Linked DNA regions of Sus scrofa: region 2 is linked to region 1. The links are chromatin contacts, called in public Hi-C maps. All regions are on one chromosome and are shown on one strand. Each heading gives the region's core, a stretch centred on a gene start, on an enhancer-like site or on the middle of the called end of the contact. The rest is flanking DNA. Distances are from core to core; before and after follow the strand shown. Region 1 overlaps PXYLP1 (2-phosphoxylose phosphatase 1). Region 2 has its middle 32 kb from the start of ZBTB38.

Region 1 (7,426 bases), core at 1,545-4,044:
GCGGTTTATTTTTCTTATGTAACAAGACGTTTGAAGGTAGGTGGTTGTTGGCAGTGGTTTCAATAGCTGATGTCTGTCTGGACAGACACTCTGTTATTTTCCTTGCCCTTTCCTTATGATGGCAAAATGGTTCCTGCAGGAAGGAGGCACCAGCCATATTAATACCTTTTATCAGCAAAGCAGAGATTTTCCCCAAAACATCCAGCAGACCTCTGCTGACATTTCATGGCCAGAACTGTGTCACATGACCACTCCCAGTTAAAAGGGCCATATGAATATTGAACAAGGCTTATAAGATTTAGGCAGGATCATTGCTGATATAAGCAAACCAAATAGAGTTGACTCGTCAATGACAGGCGTTTGGGGCACTGAGCACCCCCCAGTGAAAAATCTGCATATAACTTCATTATTTTTATTATTTTGGCCACACCCTCAGCACGTGGAAGTTCTTGGGCCAGAGATTGAGCCTGTGCCACAGCTGTAACCAGAGATACCGCAGTCCTTAACCACAATACCAGGTCCTTAACCACTGAGCCACAAGGGAATTCCTGCATATAACTTTATAGATGCCCCTCCATATTCACAGTTCCACATTTGCAGGTTCAACCAACCTCAGCGCGTATAGTACTGTATTTACTATAGAAAAAAATTTGCCTGTGTGTGGACCCATGTTATTCAAGGGTCAGCTGTTCATTTAATGACTCAGATTTGATGGACATTTACTTTCTGCTTACATGAAGTCTAAAGTGGCTGCTCCTGATAAGAGAAGAGGTGGGAGGGGCTCTTTTCCAAAAGGTGATTAAGGGACCTGGGCTCTTAAGGTTGCCATGCCAGTTTGCTTCAATCAGTGGGAAAGGAAGGAGCATGGGGGATGGTATATAGGAGTGATATTATGGACCAGGCTTGGAAATGGAGAATTACTTCCACTGGCATTCCATTGGCCAGGGCCCAGTCACATGGCCACACCTCCTGCAAGGGATGCTGGGAAATGTGGTCCAGCCCTGTGCCTAAGACGAAGAGGAGATGGGTTTCCCGGTGAGCTGGCAGTCTCTGCCACATTGCCCGCCACCCCAGAATTTTGTTAGCAAGGAAGGAATGAATATGGGGGCGGCAACTTGGAAGGAAATGCTGTACTCAGAAAGCTCCAGGCAAATATAACCTTTATTCCCAGATCATCCATCTTAAATGCTGGCTTCTGTTCCTTTGGGAACTGGGCCAGCAGGACAGTGCAAAGTCCTCATTATCCCACTTGCTTGACCCAGGCCATGTTCTTACCAGCTTTGAGGGAGTGAGTCTTAGTGGCTCTCCCTCAGCAGGTGGAAGCTACCCCAGAAGAAATGGCCTTCAGCCTCCTTAAGACCAGAGTTGTCTCTGAGAACAGCCAGCCTTTGAGAGCTCCTTGCTCATGAGCCTTTCAAGAACCCCCACTCACCCTGCCTTCCAACATTTCTCTTCCTCTCTAGCCCCCACCCCAGCCCACACCCAGAGGGGAGGAGAAGCTGCGGCGTAGTCCACCCTTCTGCGTCCTACTTGAACCCACTGAGAAGTATTTTCCCACCATGTCCTGCTATTTTTTCTCAGTAAACATTGGTGAATCATTCATTGATCCCTTGGGCTTCAGTGCTTTGTTCTTGTTCCCTTTGTTGTAGGTTTCAGTGACAGGTGCCTCTCCATCCACAGCATCCTTTCTGGGGTGTCCTTCTTTCTTCCCTCCTTCTCTTTCTTCTTCCCAAACACACCTAAAGGGTATCTGCTGCTGACTCAGCTCTGCATCCTCCCCAGCCCTGGGGGAGGTAGGCCAGGAAGCTGATGTGAGCCTGTGCTGCTGAAGAGTGCTAATGGGAGGGCTGTAGTTACCCAATATGGGGGGGACCTCACCCAGCTGTGGAATTAGGGAAGGCTTCTGGGAGGAGGTGGCATTTGAGCTGAGTTTAAGGATGAACAAAGGTTAACACAGTCAAGAAGGCATCTGGGCCAAGAGTGTGAAATGGCACAGATGCTGAGTTGGAAGAAGGGGCCCTTGGGGTTCGGGGAGCAGCAAGGGAGTCCAGTGTGCTGAAGTTGGGGTGGGACTGTGTGGTCATTCATTCATTTAACGCTGCTGTGCTCCAGGCCCTGAGGTTAGAGCAATGGACAAGCCAGAGAAAGTCCCAGCCCCAAGGGAGCTTGAGGTCTGGACCCTGAAAGGGGGTGAGGCTGCAGAGGAGGGTGGGCTAGAACCTGTGGAGGGCCTGGCTGCTGTCCCAGACTCTGTCCGAAGGGTTTGCTGTAGGAGACCGAGTAGGATGTGAGCCCCCTTGCCTGTGCCATCACCTCTGGTGCTCCGTCTCTCTGTCTCCAACTCTCATCTGGTCCTTTGCCCAGGCGTTACTCAGGCTATAAAAATAGAGGCTGGCACCATAACACCAGCGTGTAGTTGGTGAGGGAAGCGGAAACCGTCAAGGTATGAATGTGTCAGCTAGATTTTTGGTGGAGCACTTTCTTGGAGCCTCAAGGATAAGGTTCTAATATTTGCTTACAATTTTTTTTTTTTGCTTCCTTTCAACTCCTACCAAAACTTCTGGCCCCTTGGCTCAGAACAAATACGTCCTGGTTGTGCCTTGAGCACATTGAAAGGAACTTTTAACGCTGAAATTCACCAAGTGAGGGCTGGCCTTGCCCTGAGTAGGCGTGATTGGAGGGCCTGGGTCATCGCCGTGGGGCAGCCCATCTGGGGTTCACGTCCAGGGGAGGACTGTGGTCAACACTGCCTGAGAAGGGACCAGCTCTCTGAAGCCTGAAAAGTTTTACTCATCTCCCCAAGGAAATGAGGGTTGAGTCAGGGTTTGGAAGAGCTGTCAGCTGCCTTCATTGTGATGAATGGCCCCAAGGGTGGTTTCCTTCTTTCTCCCTTCCCAGCCTTGTTTATTAAGCTGGAATTGACAGTGCTGGGGGCGGGGTGCAGCGAGAGGAACCTTCATGCTAGTCTAAGCCTACTGCTGAAGGTAGGGCATTTGTTTCCAGGCAGGAGATCCCACTCTGAGGGCCAGTCCTGCGGTGTTTGTTGGGTACCAGTTTGGTGCCAAGTGCTGTAGGGAAAGTGCATAGCAACACAACGAGGAGGAGAAGGATTATTACAACCTGTGATACTGTGATTTAGAGTAAGAAATACTTTTGTTCTTTGTCACTGTTTCTGGCACAGAGCTCCCCAAACCCTTGAAATTTCCTAGAGGAGACCGGAAAGGTGTCTTTTATTATGTTAATGAGGTGAGCTTTGGCAAGCCCCCAGGTACTCTCCGGAAGGGGTCTGGTTGCCTGGAGAGCCAACCTTGTGTTTGGAGGATTGGAACTTACAGCCCCACCCCTGACCTCTGAGGAGGAGTGGGGGGGCTGAGGGCTGTATCTGTTGCCAGTGGCTAATGACATAATCAGTTATCCCTCTGTAATGATGTCTCCGTAAAAACCAGAGTTTTTTGGTTTCCCTTGTGGCACAGAGGAATTGAATCCAACCGGGCACCAGGAGGTTGCAGGTTCGATCCCTGGCCTCACTCAGTGGGTTAAGGACCTGGCATTGGTGTGGCTGTGGTGTAGGCCAGCAGCTGTAGCTCCGATTTGACCCCTAGCCTGGGAACCTCCATATGCCGCCAGTGTGGCCCTAAAGAGCAAAAAACAAAACAAAACAAAAACAAAACAAATACCCACAAAACAAAAAACAAACTGAAAGGACAGGGTTAGGGGAGCTTCTAGGCTGTTGAACACACGGAGGTATAGGGAGAGTGGTGCTCTGAGGGAGAATGTGAAAGCTATGGGCCCCTTCCCACATGCCTTGCCAATGCATGTTTTCCATCTGGCTGTTCCTGAGTCTATCCTTTTATAATATACTGGTCATCTAGTAAGTAAAATGTTTCTCTGAGTTCTGAGAGCCACTCTAGCAAATTAATTGAACCCAAAGAATTCGGGGGGGTAGGGGGCGACGGCATTGGAACCACCAAGCTATAGCTAGTTCAAAGCATGGGTGACAACCTGGGTTTGCAATTGGATTTTGCAATTTGCAAGTGATAATGAGACAGTGTTGTGCAATTAAGCCCTTAACCTGTGAGATCTGAGGCCATTTCCAGTAGATAGTGTCAGAATTGAGTGGAATGGTAGGACGCCCAGCTGGTGTTTGAGAATAGCTTGGTGCTGTGGGGAAGAAAACCCCATATACATTGGAATTAGATGTAGAATTATTACTACCCTGAGTGCTTTCCAGGAAATATCTAATTCCTTCCACAACCTCAGGAGTTGGGTAGGTTAGATTCCACTAGAATCTAAGTACCACAAGAGTAGTAATTTTGAACTGATTCGGTCACTACTGCTCCCCAGTTTCTGTGACTATACCTGGCACATAGCAGATGCTGGGTAAATATCGAGTGAATAATCGAATCACCATTTACAGGTGAGGAAACTACAGCTCCGAGAGGTAAAGCAACTTGCCTGAGGGGCCACAGCTGATCAGTGGCCTGGATCTCGGTTCCAGGGAGGTACTATGAGCTGCGGTTTGGGGTTCCCAGCCCTGTTGCCCTTGGAATATGGGTTATTTCTAGGATAGCATTGACCAAATGCAGCACAGCCATGATGAAACCTTGGGTTGATTAACAACAAGCTCAAGGCCCAGAATGTTTTCTGTGTTCTTGCTGTAACTCAAGGATGGAATGAATATGCAGGAGTGTACCCACCCACAGAGAGTGACATTGCTATAATGCCACCTTCATCCTGTTATGCAAGCGTTCAGAAACTTTCTGTGGCTCTCTACTCCTTTGGGAACCTAGGGAACCTAGTCTGGTCCCAATCATTCTCCACCCTGTTCACTGATAAGTCCCAGCATAAAGCAGTTCAGCAGTTCAGGGAGGGCTGGGCTTGGCCCTTTGCACACATCATTGATCCTCCTCCAAATGCCCGCTCACATCAGGCGTGCCCACTGACCAACGCCCTGCCATTTGAGTTTTACCCCAGTTTCTGCCTCTCTGCTGAAGTCTTCTTTGACCATTCTAGCACAAGCCAGCCCCCGCTCCCTCGCCAACTTCCTGAGGCCCAGTCTGTCTATAGAGTTGTGTTTCCTAACAGTGTCCCTAGAACCCTGACTTCTGCAATACGTTGGGGCTCTAATTGAGTAGGGCATGAGGCCCCTTCTACCAAACACTCCTTTTATTTTTTTTGTTTTTGTTTTTTTTTTTTCACCAGGGCCTCACCCTTGGCATATGGAGGTTCCCAGGATAGGGGCTGAATCAGAGCTGTAGCTGCCAGCCTACGCTACAGCCACAGCAACGCCAGATCCAAGCCATGACTGCAACCTTCACCACAGCTCATGGCAATGCCGGATCCTTAACCCACTGAGTGAGGTCAGGGATGGAACCCGAGACCTCATGTTTCCTAGTGGAATTTGTTTCTGCTGCGCAGCGATGGGAACTCCTCCTTTTGTTTTTCTTAAACTTCAAGTTTCATGTTGCACTGAGCTTTGAAAGGGGACACGCTTTCAAAACCACTAGTCTCTATAATTTATCATGTACCTCCCCTTGTGACTTCTTGCTTAACTACATTATTTAAAAATAATTTAGATAAATTTTGCAGCTTTCTTTTTTCTGATTTTAAAAGGAAGACATGTTTACTTAAGAAACTTTGGAAAATGCAGAAAATTATAAATGAGAAAAGAAATCTTCTAGGATCCCACCACTTGCTTAAAGAGTTGTAAGCCAGTCTTCTCTCTTGCAATTTGTTTGTTTTAAGGAAAATCAAGATTGCTTGTAATCCCAACTATAAACACTTGTAATATTAAGGACATAGTTTCTCTTTCCAGTGTTTTTAAAAAATTGTTATTTGTATTCATTAAAAAAAATAGTAATAGGCTCAGAGTTCCCTGGTGGCTCAATGGGTAAAGGGCCTGGCATTGTCACTGCTGTGGCGCAGGTTTGATCCCTGGCCTGGGGACTTCTGCATGCTGTGGGCTTGGCCAAAAAAAAAAACCGCCCCCCCCCCAAAAAAAGTTAATAGGTTCAAAATTCTGAAGAGTAAACAATAAAAATCCCACTCCTATCCCTGTTTCAAACCACTCAGTCCAGTTGGTAACATATTTTCTTTGTGACATAATTGAGTTAAAACAGTACATGCTGTATTATAGCGTTTCATTTTGATTTAGCGACATAACATTTTCTTCTATCAGTAGGAAATTTTTAAAATTTGTACACAATGTGATGTAAAAAGTAAGCATTAAATATGTCAGTAAATCCTGAAAAGTCCACAGCAGACTATGGAGTTCCCTAGTGGTACAGTGGATTAAGGATCTGGCATTGTCTCTGCTGTGGATTCTGTCACTGCTATGGCAAGGGTTTGATCCTTGGCCCGAGAATTTCTGCATGGTTTCGGGCCTGGCCAAAACAAAACCAAAAAAAATGTCCATCCTGTTGATGGGGGTGGGGGGAGGAGGCTGTCTCCTTCCAGACCTTTTTCTGTAAGTTTACATGTTGTCTTAAAATTTCCATATGTATGTGGAGATATGCAAATACACTTTTTATCTATATGACATTCTCCTGTATCAGCTGCTGTAGGCACTCTCTCTCATCTAGTTTTCTCTGGGTGTTGTCTTCTGGACATCTGTCCATGTCCACACCTAAATCCACCTTTCTTTTAAGGCTCTTCCTTACAATGTTCCATTGTAATTTTCCAGCCATTCCTGTACAGGTGAATGTTTTGGTGTTTTCACGTTTTTAGAGCTGTCCCTATCGCTGCTTTGTACACGTGAGTGAGCAGTCTGGGACACGAGATACCCAGAATGTGATTCTTGGGGCAAAGGATATGTGTGTTTATTATTTTAATAAGACCACTGGTTCTCCACAAATTCCATTCCAGTTAACCCTCTCACCAACGGTATGTGAAAGAACTCATCCCTATCAAGATTAGCATTCACCGGAAATGAATGATCTGCTATTTTTTTTGTCCATCTGAAGGGTGAGAAATGCCATATCATTTAAAAAATTTGTATTTCTTGCCATCATATATCTATATACATTTTTAAAAATTGGAGTGGTACAGTATATGATTCTGTATGCTTTTTTTTTTCTTTTTCACATTAAGTCACGTTAAAATTTTCACCTTTTCTTTTCCTGGTCATTGCATTGTTTTCAAAAGCTCAGTTGTTCGGGGGTGAACTCTTGCGGATCACCCAGAGTTTATTTCTGGCCTTCATCTCCAAAGACCCTGGGAATGACAAAGAAGAGAAATGAAACTCTCTGCAGAGAATTGACACAGGGTCTGTCCAGTAAATAGGAACCAAACTGAAATCTGAATTAGATGTTTGCTTGGGGGTTCACTCCATAGGTATTTGGCAGAAGAATCACACAAACTCTTGTTCAATGTAGATTATAACTATCATATGTCACATATAAAGAAGCTTCACCAGTTTCAGATGTCC
Region 2 (7,426 bases), core at 2,134-4,633, 170 kb after region 1:
GTTCTATCCCTGGCCTTGCTAGGTGGATTAAGGACCTGGCATTGCTGTGAGCTGTGTTACAGGATCCTGTGTTGCTGTGGCTCTGGTGTAGGCCAGCGGCTACAGCTCTGATATGCCACAGGTGCTGCCCTAAAAAGCAAAAAAAAAAAAAAAAAAAAGTTTAAAACAGGTGCTTAGGGGGTGTCCAGAGGTGTTTAGTGTTTGTTGATTACTCTCTGAGGCCCTGAGGAAGTTTATACGGGGCGAGGGGAAAACACCAGAGTTGGCGGGGGGCGGGGAGGGGGGCGGCAAGGTCAAAAACACCACAGTGTAAGAGACAGAACTGAAGGCCTGGGACTTGTTCCCGTGACCCCCTGTACAACCTTGGGAAAGAAGGGCATGTAACTTTGCTGGCTTGATTTCTTTACCTGTAACCAGAGCAGGTTTGGCTCAATGATGGCAAAAGTTCCTTCCAGCTTCAGGGTGCAGTCATTCTGTTTCCTCTCTAGCAGAAAAGCAGAGGTGCTGAGATAGGCAAATGGTAACTCTGAGGTCCGCCAGAGGTCCCAACTGCAGAGCTCCCTGTGACTGTCCTCAGAGAGGTACCAGTACTGGGCCCTGCCTTTGCTCCACACACTTTGGAGGAAAGTGCATGGATGTTAAGGGTGGGAGAGACTGCTTTGGAGGAAGTAAGGCTTCCTACTGGCTGGAAATCAATCAAAAGGTGACAGAATAGGAGGTAGGGAATGATATTTTTAAATTTTATGGCTAGAAAGAACCTTAGACATAAACTAGCCCAACCTCTTCACATTCCAGATAAGGGAACGGAAGTGCAGGGAAGTCATAGGATTTGCTCAGGGTCACATAGCTAGTGGCAAACTGGGAACAGAAGCCAGCGTCCCCGTGCTGTTCCAGTACGTTCTCTGCAGAAGCAGGTAGGTCCCGTCCTAAAAGCACATGAGCAGGAGAGCAGGATATGGCTGTCGGCAAGCAAAGCCTGAAGAGGTACTAGAACTGTTCTGTTAGGGAGAGCAGCCCACAGGGCCTGCTGGGCCTGTAGCAGCCACTGCTAGAAGGATAGTGCAAGGCAAACGTCCATCCTACCAAAGCCCGTGGAGTCTTGTGAAGTAAGGTAGCCAAGAAGATTTCTTTTTAAACCGGGAGAGACAGGAGGCTATTTCCTATTTTTTAAAGCATTTTCCCTCTCTTATTGAAATGAGAATGGCAAAGGTCTACAATAATTTAGACTTGAGAGGAAGGAAGCATTTTCTCAGGGAGTAAGAAGAGGAAGACTCGGCTCGAGCACCCCTAGTTGCGGGCCATTCCTGTGCGCGTGTCTATCACAAGGTGCCTTGTTGTCATGGGAGATCCAGTGGCTCTTCAAGTGCTAGAGGGACATCCTGGGGTTATTTCGGCAACCCCTGAAGGCCGGCTTTGTGCAAGGTGAGAGAGGTGGGAGCTACCACTTCCTGCCTTGTGAGTTGGATATCATTTCTAGGTCCCCGTGCTGTTTGTGTTCTTTTCGGGTGTTAGAACAACTTCTGATCCCTTGCAGAGTTGATTACCAGTAGATAAGAAGCCCACCGACTCAGTAAAAACAAAGCTGCATTTATTGTCTTGCCAGGCAAGAGAGACTGGAGTTCAGAATCAGTCTCCCCAAACGTATATGCATTTTCATGTAAGCATGGAGATTGCTGACTCGCTTTAGTAGAAGGCTGATTCACTTCTAGACCAAAGTGAGGATTTTTCTGTTTTCAAAAGCTACTCGGCCTTCTGGTCTGTTTCTGCTGGGAAACCTATTTATTCGGGTCTTGTGATCTCTGACTCGAACTCAGGTCACAGGGTGCAAGATGCTCATCGGGGGAGGAAGCAGCCAGTCATACCTGCATCCCAGGTGCCTGTGACTACGTCCTGTTGTGTGTTCTGCTCTTCCCTTGGACGAGTGCACATTCTACTTTTGCTTTAAAACAGGAAGGGGCGGGAGGACCCCTTTGAGAAAGCAGAGGGCACAGAGGTAGACGGAAAAAGGGATGACGTGGCTGTGAAATGAAGCCCCGAATGGGGTTTTGCTCATACATTAGAGAACCGGCCTACCCCGGGTGCTGTGCTAAATCAGGTTTAAAAAAAAAAAAAAAAGTCTGACCTTTAAATTTTTTCCTGTCAAGGTCTAACAGTTCTGGAGTTTCTTTAGCCACTATATCCTATGTTGACTTTTTTGTGCAGCAGCATTTAAATTACCTGGGAGAACATTTTTTTTTCTTATGTGAATAGACACTACGAAGTGAATTCTTACCTCGTTTTGTTGTTTAATAGTCTTACTATTTGTTTTTGTCTTTTTTTTTTTCAGTTTTGACATTTTTCAGGAAATCACTCCAAAGCTTTGTGCCGTGTTCGAATGATCTATTTTAAGACCTTCTTTTCTATTTGATGATAGGCATTTCTGATAAGATGATTTGCGCGTCTCTCTATTTTAGGAAATCCTTTTTCGAGGTCTTTTTCATTTCTTTCTTTGAGGAAGCTTAAACAGGAGCCTTACCTCCAATCCTGGCATCCACCTTACATTCAAAATGACCTATTTTCCACCCCCCATGAGGTCCCCTGGCTCAGGGAGAGTAATAAAAGTCGGGTGATTAGTCCTCTTGGTGTTCAGCAAACAAATACTTTGGAGGCCATGATTTGTGTTACTGGTCGGAAAGAAAGGTTCTATCTGTCTCTAGACAGTGACTCTTGTGACAGGTAAGTGCCTTGTGTTCCCAGAAGGTCCCCTGAGTGCCTTGTTTGTTGTGTTCAGGTTTTCTGCAGCCCGGTGGCGGTGGCCATTTTCTGTGAGTTTGAATCCCTGGGTTAAACTCCTCCCCCTGTGGCGTCTATGAGCATTTGTTTTCTAAAATGAAAGCACAGGCAGAAACTCGAGCTGTTCTACAGAACAGCCTGTTCTTCAGACTTTTTTTTTTTAAGATCAGTGTATTTAAAGCATAATTTTTCTAAACAGGCTGTTGGGGGGTTTTATCTGTGTGGGTTTGGGTTTGTTTGGGGACTCTTACTTTTTTTGAAGGGCAGGCAACACATTTATTGATGTTATTGCTCTCTGTTCCCCTCATCCCCAGGTAACTTCACTCTAAAACAGGTGAGCAGGGCACCTGTTGGATGCATCCTGCCAGAAACCTTCATTTAGTTTTAATCAAATTTCTTTCAGGGTGAAATTGGCAAAGGCTAAAGGGAACTGAGTACCTATAGTATTCCTCCCTCTCCCAGCCCAACAGTTCTCCCCAGTCAGTTTCTTTTGTTTAAACCGTCTTCATCCCTTTGTGTGTCTGGCTAGAGTTTCTGTAGCATGTCCATGGTGTAGAAAAGCCTCTGTGCTCCTGGTCATGCGTACGCCAGTCAGTGGGCTTGCTTTGACAGCTTGGCAGGTTTTGCATCTCCCGAGCCCTAGGAAGAGGTGACGGTTTCACAATCCCGTGCTGCCTCAGAGATCTGTGCTGCCATGCCTGGCCTCCGTCCAGAGATTGCAGTGTTGCCAGCGGTGGCTTCAAGCTGGAAAAATGGGAGGTGGAAGAGAAATGATGGAAAACATGGGAGGAGGGATTGTGGAAAACAGAGGAGAAGGAAATGTGTGTGCAAGGAAAGTATGTGCAGGGACTCAAGTAAATATCCGAGAGCCCAGGTCGTAAAAATGATCTCCGTACATTGGCATTTTGTGTGTGCATCCAGGTGGGGGGGCCACCGCAAACGGGGGGCTGTCAGTTGATGGTGGGGAGGAGATGTGGCAGAACAAGCCAAGGGCATCAGCAGCTTTTCTCCAGGATGTGCCCACCAGCATGACAGATGCTTAGACCAAGGGGATCAACTCTCTCCTCCCATTGCCACCCCAGTGTTCATTGAGTGGGATTTGCTTCCTCGGGTTGACTCCCATTGTTCTGCTGAGTACTTCTCTAAGATGCCCCAAGGACCCTTGTGATCTTGCTGGATATATTTTATTGTGTTGACTCCATTGTCTGATATCCGGGCTCTCTTTCTGTGATCTAGTTTTTAGAATTGTTTTTTGTATGACGCAGTAATGGAGGGTGATACCCATTCCGAATACTCTGACCCGGTAAGGAGCTATGTGTTCTCAGCAGTTACTGCTTCCCTCATTGTATCACATGGTAGTGATGCGTATGGAACTCTTTGTAGATGGAGAGCTAGGTACCTCTGAGAGTGTGAGTCTGATTGGGTGGGGGCCTGATTAAGAGTCATCATCTCCTTCTTGCAGCTTGAACACACTGCATCATTAAAACTACTTTGAAGCAAAGTGAAACGTTGGCTATCTGCCACTTCCTCAGGACTCATATAGTAGGACATTTTCCACATGGAAATGAACTGGAGGGATCCTGAAGAAATGTTATATGACCTGGATATATTCCATGTTAAAGCTTCTTAGCACCTCTTCTTCTTCATTAAGATGGGACACTTTGGTAGTTTTGAAAGCTTGAATATTGGTATTTCACCATTTAAAGTTTAGAAGGGTGGGCGTTCCTGTGGTGGCTAAGTTCCTGTGGTACTTCAGAATCCGACTAGAGTCGTGAGGATGTGGGTTCAATCCCTGGCCTTGCTCAGCGGTTTAAGGCTCTGGCATTGCCTCAAGCTGTGGTGTAGGTCACAGATGTGGGTCAGATCCTGCATTGCTGTGACTGTGGCATAGCCTGGCAGCTGAAGCTCTGATTCAACTCCTAGCCCAGGAACTTCCATATGCCACAGGTAGAGCTGTAAAAATAAATAAGTACATTTTAGGAGGACATTGCAGTTACAGAGGTTGAAATGTTAGAGGCTTAAGAGATCTCTCCATATGCCATTATAGATTAAGGTCTAAAATTCAGATCCATACAGGAACAGGATGGTAATATGAATGTTCAGTGTGGGCTTGGTATAGGAAGATGGAATGGTTAGATCATGGCAAAATGGAGGGTATTAAAACTTTTTAAAATACTGTGGGGCTTAATGAAACAGGCCTGCAGGCCGCATTCAGCCTCTGGACTGCTGCTTTGCATAGCAGTTGTAAAGCAACAACATCTGACTCAATCCACCAGGCTGGATTTCCTCAGTGGCAACCTGCCCAGTCTTTTCCTGCAAAGCATTGGGCTTGAAGCGCTCCAAGACCCAGCCCAAGAAAAACTCACGGCCACTGAACCTTCTCCATGTCACAGCAAATAAAGGAGCTACTTTGAATGCGAAGTGTGTCCATCTCATACAGGCAAAGTGATCTGTTAGTAGACTCAGCAGCCGTCCACAGTTTGTATGGCCAAGGACATGGGGGAGGCGTTGGGCAGAGCAGCCTTGATTAAGCTGCCCAATGCTTAGTGGGCCCATCCCAGGACAAAACAGGAAGGACCCACCAAAGGAAGCCCCTCCTTATCCAGGCATGTCACTCCCAAAGCAGCTGAATGGAGGCCTGCCTGCAGAGGCCAACCTGGATGGTGTGGGGGGCCGTGGAGTGACAGCAGAGGACAGCAGGCTTATTTTGATATACCTGGTCTATGTTATTGACCTGCTTGGCCCAAGGATGCGTTCTGAAATATCAGGCAGTTAGCGCCTTCCTAATTGGTCCTAGACGGGGACAGTGTGACAATTGTGCTCTCTATTGACGCTCAATTGACCTGCACATCCTAGAATTTATAATGCCTTCCCTTTTTCTAAACATCTTTTAATCACTCTCATTTTCATCAGCTCTTTTTGGTGCTCAGTGAGTCATAATGTCTGCGAAACACTTAGCACAGGGCCTGGCATGTAGAAAGTGCTCAGAAAATATTAATTTTTATTGTCATTGACGTCATCATCATAACCATTTTAATGATTGTCATTTCCCCAGAAGACAGCACACCTTTGGTTTCCTTAAACCTGGTCGTGTACCTCCACCATCTCCACTCTGACATAAATAAAGACGGACCACACATATGTAACCAACTGTGTCAAGAAATGCACCTAACAGGATCCCCAGCTCACTCCTGCATGTTAATGTTTGGGAAGCACTGCTCTAGGTGCTGTGGTGAAAAACAGAGACCAACTCGCATAGAGATTGGTCTTCGTAGATATTCTAGCTCGGCAGTGCTGTGAGATAGTCGTGGGGTGGAAGCTGGGGAGGGGTGTGCTTTTTACATTCTACTGTAGGGATGGAAGATGGGGTGTTTTGACCACACTAAGAATCTGATTCTGAAGGCTCTTGTCCCCAGGCTGTGACTTTAACCCTAAGTACCTGATTCTCCCTCCATGCTCTGCCTCCACTCCCCCCCATCTCCACATTGACCATCTGGCCATGCAAACCCTGTTGCCAAAAAGGGAAATTCATGTGAGAGGACTGACAATCTTTTTGTGTCAGGGAGCCGACACAAATGGTAATGATGTAGAACTTTAAAAGTAGAACATGTGGTGTTCCTGTCATGGTACAGCGGAAACGAATCTGACTAGGAACCATAAGGTTGTGGGTTCAATCCCTGGCCTTGCTCAGTGGGTTAAGGATCCGGCATTGCCGTGAGCTGTGGTAGTCACAGACGAGGCTCAGATCAGGCGTTGCTATGGCTGTGGCGTAGGCCAGCAGCTGTAGCTCCGATTAGACCCCTAGCCTGGGAACCTCCATATGCCACAGGAGCGGCCCTAAATAGAAAAAAAGAAAAAATAAGAGTAGAACATGTATCATTGTAAAAATGAGGGCACTCCATGATTTTGGGGCCCTGGTAGATGATGAGAAGGGAGGTATTGCTGAACCTTCTTGAATGTTGGTGACAGAGAGTATTCCCTGGTCCTAAGGAACATTTTGAAAAATAGAAATAACCAATCCTGTGCTGCCATGGTGACTCATTATTTGGACTGGACAGTCATGAGGAGAAAATGGCCGCAGTATCTTAGAGATGAACACCTAGCTTCATATCAAATTCATTTAGTTTAGAAAGTAAATTAACTAAAAGCCTTTTCAGCCATTCAAGCTCCCGCCTGTATTTTGAGGGTAATTCGGTCTGGCATTTTGCTAGTTTGTGATTGTGATGATTTTTTTCTGTTCCGTGTAGTATTTGCAGATGAACACTTGATGGCCTGGGGTCGTTAGGGCTGCACATGACTTGGAAATAGAGCTCTATGCTTAGTAGAAACTGCAATGGCTCTCTCTCCTGCTTTCTTCCACCTCTTCCTACCACTGTTGGGGAACTTGGCATTCTGGACCCCGGGCCTCTCTCCTACCTACCCAGATGTATTGCCATGGTGTCTGGTAGCACCAAAAGGTATGTCTACATCCCCAAAGCTGTGAATGTGACTTTTTTTTTTTTTTTGGAATAAAAGGGGTGTTTGCAGATGTACATTTTTTTTTTTAAGGATTTCGAGATGAGTCCATCCTGGATTATCAGGTGAGCCCTAAATTTGATAAGTGTCCTTATAAGAGGTACACGGAAGAGGGAAATGTAGAGAGGAGAGGGCCATG

Evidence for each region. Hi-C and Micro-C count contacts between places; a contact is called where the count stands out from the background.
Region 2: a contact with region 1 is called in a Hi-C map of fetal heart ventricle, with 2.1 times the contacts expected there. The contact joins two enhancer-like sites. A contact is called at or near these places in 4 of 47 Hi-C or Micro-C datasets (embryonic fibroblasts, fetal heart ventricle, heart right ventricle and 1 more) and 1 of 2 datasets of contacts at active chromatin or transcription factors (alveolar macrophages).

The regions. Positions count from the first base shown.
Region 1 is chr13:81,979,552-81,986,977 of Sscrofa11.1, forward strand. All of the region lies in intron 2 of PXYLP1 (2-phosphoxylose phosphatase 1), which reads left to right. Among named protein-coding and RNA genes, the nearest start is that of PXYLP1, 32 kb to the left of the region's middle. Within about 2 kb of position 2,795, at least 26 of the 83 cell types and tissues checked have an H3K27ac peak or open chromatin away from gene starts, as enhancers often do. A contact at or near this core is called in skeletal muscle, where this site is marked.
Region 2 is chr13:82,152,723-82,160,148 of Sscrofa11.1, forward strand. It overlaps a transcript of ZBTB38 not described here. Among named protein-coding and RNA genes, the nearest start is that of ZBTB38, 32 kb to the right of the region's middle. Within about 2 kb of position 3,384, at least 28 of the 83 cell types and tissues checked have an H3K27ac peak or open chromatin away from gene starts, as enhancers often do. A contact at or near this core is called in skeletal muscle, where this site is marked.